Linked DNA regions of Gossypium hirsutum: region 2 is linked to region 1. The links are chromatin contacts, called in public Hi-C maps. All regions are on one chromosome and are shown on one strand. Each heading gives the region's core, a stretch centred on a gene start, on an enhancer-like site or on the middle of the called end of the contact. The rest is flanking DNA. Distances are from core to core; before and after follow the strand shown.

Region 1 (2,700 bases), core at 98-2,597:
ACTCGAATGGCTCGTGAATCTTATCAAATTTTTCATTTTAATATATATTTTAATATATGTTTTAAATATTTTTATATTATTAAATTGAGTCTTAATATATATTATTAACCCTAAGTTTAATTATCAAGTCTAGCTTAATAATATTTTGAGCCGAACTTGAGTTTTAAAATAGATGTTCAATTGAGTTCGAGCTTGGGGCGACACTAAGGTGGCTGGTAGGGGCTTTGACTACCTAAAATTTGAATTAGTACATGGTAAAATTACACCTTTCACTGAAATAATAAAATTTTAATTTAATTTTTTAAAATATTCAAAAGATATAAGTTATTAAAATAACAAAATGCATTTTAATTTTTATAAAAATATGAAATTTAATTCCTACTTCCAACAAATTTTTTACCTTCGTCCCTATTTCGAGCTTACTAGTATCGGAGCTCGACTCAACTTGTTTCACCCTTACTAATCACTAACGAGCCGAGCTATGTTGACTCTCAATTTCAAAATTCAAAATTTACAACGAAGCGATCTGATAGCTATTTTAATTGTAACTAAGAAGAAATTGACTAACATTTTGTCTCAATTTGAATTAAATTGACACTAGAGAAAGCGATTCAATGTATAACTTCATACTAAACAGTCTTAAGCTCTGTTTTTTAAAGATAATTTAAATTGATTACACATTTAATGAACTAAAAAGATGATGGAATTTTGGATTATATGAAAAGTATCGTTATTATAATATATAAAATTGAAAGAAAAACGTTTAATCATAAAAAAGATGAGTGGCGATGGCGAACAAAGCTTACTCTCAACGACGGCAAGAGCCTTCGATTCATCGGATTTTTCCTCAGCTGGCGGTGGAGCTACGGTTGTTTTCTTGGAATCAGCTTTGAGATCCTCCGCTACCGGCGTTGGAGCTTCCACTGCCGGCGTCGGAGCCACGGGCGTTTCAGCCGCAACCTCCTTCTTCGTTTCCTCCGCCATAATTAAAGCTTATAGGTGTACAATTTGTGAAAGGAAAAAGAAAAATGATAATAATTTGGTAATGGATAAGTCTAGAAAATTTTCAATTATCTCTATAATATTTAGTAACGTTAGCTTTAAATGATATAAATTCATTTAATATCAGTATGCAGTTTTATATACTGCACAAAGTGCGCAAATAGTGATCCATTTGCCGTTGATTTTGGATACTTATCTTCGATTTATTCCATCCAACGGTTGGTATGTTCTGAAAAGAGACAAATGTGTTGTAGAGTGTAAGTATAGGTGGGACTGAAGAAAAAAAAACGATATCCAGAAATAAAATTTTATTAGAATCCGTGGTCGGTTTCTTTCCTCCAAATCCAATGTTAGAGTTAATTTTACTGGTTGAGTTTTAATTTAGTTCGTATGGATATTATTGTTAATTTAAGAGGGCGTAAGTTCGGGTGTGTTGAAGTATGTTATCCTCTTATTTATGGGTTAGAGAGAGACATTGTGGCCAAAAAGAAAAAAGTTATAGTTAATTTTAATTTTTTTATGATTTAAAAATAAATATTTTAAAAAAGTATAAAATATTGTATTTTATATATTTTTTGTTATTTTGGGTTTTAATTTTTAAATTTTAATATTTTTTCTGTAAAAGAATTGACTAAATCGTTAAATTTTTAAGGATAATGATATGGTTGTTGGTGTGATAACCACTTATACTTCATAAAATTTTAAAAAGTTTACAAAAATTTATAATTTAAAAAAAATTCACATTATCAATGAAGTCTGTCACATGAGTTGTCACATTAAAACTGTTAAAATTTTAATAATTTTATTAATTTCTCGTTTAAAAAAATAATTTAACTAAATTTTAAAATCTACCATTAAATTGATCCGGGAAAGAGAATTAAAGCTAAAATGAAAGAAAAATAAACATAGAAATTAAATTTATCATTATATTTTTTATTTAAAAATTAACCATAAAAAATCTAAAATTAATATAAAAAAACTAATAAATTCGTGATGGTTTTTCTTTTTTAAATCTAAAAATTTAATTGAAGGGAAATAATTTTATGCCGACAGGTAAAGCGGTTAAAGTATGCCCCGTGTATGGGCAAGTGAGATACGACGACGTGGAGTGGATTTAAGGCATAAATGCTGGGAACTAACACCATGTCATGTAGTGACGGGAAAGAGTAGGGGCCCCACCACCAGCATTGATTGGTTTGACGATATTGAAAGGCTTTGCGCCGTTTGGGGAAAAAAACAGGGACCTGAAATTGATGAGCTGGCGTGAAGAATCCCAGGTGTGTCTTGTCGTTTTCCAACGGATTAATTTTGTCTTAAGAAAAAAAACAAAATCTTTTTATACCTTATTTATTAATCCGCAATCAATCTGGATAACCGGATTGATTTCGAAATTAGATCGATTTAATCGGTTAGATAAAAAATTTATTAGAGTACCAGTTAATAATAAGAGGTTAAGTTTGTAGACTCTCGATCAAATTAGAAAGTTAAATTGATTTTTTATGTTTTTAATTTTTTTAAATTTTTAATAATTTATTCAATTGAACTGATAAAATAAAAAATTAATGGTCAAATTTTTTATAGTTAGGAGACTAAAAAGAAATTTATTAATAATTGAGTGACTATTAGTGTAATTTACCCTAAATTTTATTCACATGTTTTTTTTAACACACTATATCCAAGCTGTCTATATAATAAGTG
Region 2 (2,700 bases), core at 45-2,544, 220 kb after region 1:
GGAATCAATTCCTATATATCATAGAAAAGAAACATTAATCACGAGGCCAGATCAAAAGAAAGAATAATATGATATGATATGACAAGTAATCATTTTACTATTGCTTTCACCTTGAGTTAAAAAACAAATCACTCTTATTCAGTAATCACATTAAAACCCTAATTTAACGCTGATTCATATCCCGAACCAAATCAACCAAGGTTTAAACTTTCAAAATCATACAAATACATAAAGCAGTCCCATCATTTTCCTTGTTTAATATTAAAAAAGAACATTTGGGCAGCAATCAACTAAATACTTAATTATAATCTTTTTTATATAAGAAAATTTCTTTATGCAGTGTCACATCAGTTAGTTTATGTTAAAAATCTCTGTTTTGTATAGAAATTGAATTAGGAAAATTATAGATTTTCACCACCAAATTTGATAAACTTCTCAAAAAAAGGGCCTCTAATAGAAAGAAAGAAAGAAAAAAGGGTAAAAACTTTTTACACATGTAGCAATTGTTACAAAGATTTCATGCTTTAAAATATATAAAGAAGTACCTGAAAGAGTTGAGACTGTTTTTAAAGCCTTTTGTTTGGCTTTATCATCATGCAAATCCAGCTTCAACACTACCTTCTGCAATAAAAAACAAGAGATCTGTTTCAGAATCATAATTAATAATTTTTTTTGTTCAAATTACAAGATGAACATGAAAAAAAATTGAAATCGGTCTATTTGATTCTTAGGAATCAGTATAAAAGAAGAATCAAAATTGAATCTAAGAACAAACCCGTCAACAAGATTCCCTCAGAATCAAAACCCAGAAAAGGAAAACAAATAATTAAAGTCATAAACAGAAAGAAAAAAAAATCCCAAAAGGAACCATACCTTCATTTCTGCTTACACCCTTCTCAAGGGAATTTGCAGAGATTTTAAATCCAAAAAGAAACCCAGAGAGGAATTGAGAGAATGTGTACAAAAAACAGAAAAAGAAAGATAAAAAGGCAAAGGGAAAATTGTGGAAGAGGAAGAGATTGGATTGAAGACGTAATGGGATGTTGCTTGGTTTTTCTGAAAAATATGGAAAGATTTTTGGACTGATTTAAAAAAAAAATTTAAAGTAGAGGAAAGAAAAGAAGAGAGAAAGAGAGAGCAGTGAATAATGAGACTAAAATGGAAGGGAGTGAAAACAAGTGGCCATGGATGAGAGAGTTTATAAGAGAGTGATGAAGGAAGATGATGATGAAGCATTGAAAAAAGCAGTAAAAAAACATGTATAATTTGTACAAGTCATCTCCGCGCTATTGAAAGTTGCGTTGTAACCATACCATTGCCTCGTCTTTTATTTATTTTTGAATTTATAATAATAATAATACTAATATTTAAGGTTCACTCTTTTTTCTATTTTTATTCTTGAAACGTTTTTTAATGGTTGTTATTAATATACTCAAACATATTTTCGATCCAATTTTTAATACAGTTCGATTAGTTTGTATCTGATAATATTTATTTTTTTTATGAGAATACTTAGGACTACCCGTAATTCCTATCTAACTCGTAGATAGGAGGATAATGCGCTTTAACGTATTCAGACTTATATTTTTTTATATTAACGATAATATTTGTACTAATCAAACTAAAACTCAATCCATAAAAAAATTTAAACAGAATTATATTACTTTCAAGCTTACGTCAGCTTATTAATTAAAATTTCATAAATAGCACAAATTTGACAACCGACATTTTTTCAATTTCGTAAGTGGATCATAATATTAATTATTGACGCCGGAAGTCAAAAAAGATATATTGGAATATTTGGCAAGCTATTATTTTTGTTTTTATTTTTATATTTATATTTTTAAATATATATTATTGCTGTAAAATAAAATTTCTAATTTTTTAAAGAGGAATAATTGTAGTTTTAATTATTGATATAAGTATAATATAAATCATAATGTTGTTGAAATCGTAACAATAGTTTGGATAAAGAATAATTCAATATACTGGGATTGATATCAGTTTTTAAGTAAATCTTTCAAAAATTAATTTATAAATTTGTAATAATTTAATTTAATTATTATTAGACTGATGGTCGAATTGGTCAAATTAAAAATCGATAACTTGATTATTAATCTGATTTTTAAAATGTTAAAATAATAATATTTCATTGAGTAAAATTAAAATTAATTCAATATAAAATGGACGAAAAATTAAAATATACCTAAAAAATATAACTCATTGAGTGTGCAGGTAATTTATGGAAGTGGATCCCACCCAGGTGTGTACAAAGATATTTATTTTACTGCGAAGGTGTGAATTTTTTTGTGCACCGCAGATTGTGGCGCGTGCAACTAACTTCTCGCTTTTGACATTGATAATTTCAATAACCGACTGCACGGAAAGTCGCCGATTTGGGCATTTCAGTGGGAGCGTGGCCCCCACCGGTCAAATTTCTACGTCCGCACACCTGCGGGTTTTCGCAATGAAGGCAGCTCATATTTTATTACATTTTTTTTATTAAATCATAACAATTATCTCATTAATTAAAACGGCATAGTTTCGTGCATTTTTTTATTCAGGAAAAAAATATTTGAAATTCATATTTATTTCATCAACATTTTTTTAGAATCTAATTATTTTTAGTTAAATAAATAACATGAAATTTTAAATTTAAATCCAATATAACAAGTAGCGGATGTTAACGAAAATAAAGAA

What was found. A called contact is a pair of places that touch in the nucleus more often than the background predicts.
Region 2: a Hi-C map of leaf shows a contact between it and region 1, with 1.7 times the contacts expected there. The contact joins the promoter of LOC107945954 here to the promoter of LOC107945658 in region 1. A contact is called at or near these places in 2 of 34 Hi-C or Micro-C datasets (callus and leaf).

The regions. Positions count from the first base shown.
Region 1 is chrD12:39,850,059-39,852,758 of Gossypium_hirsutum_v2.1, forward strand. It overlaps LOC107945658, which reads right to left and starts at 1,348. Exons shown (of 5, transcript XM_016879738.2): 1 at 807-1,348. The coding sequence starts at 984.
Region 2 is chrD12:40,068,309-40,071,008 of Gossypium_hirsutum_v2.1, forward strand. LOC107945954 (heavy metal-associated isoprenylated plant protein 39) reads right to left here and starts at 1,295. Exons shown (of 3, transcript XM_016880126.2): 1 at 874-1,295; 2 at 546-621; 3 at 1-11. The coding sequence starts at 879.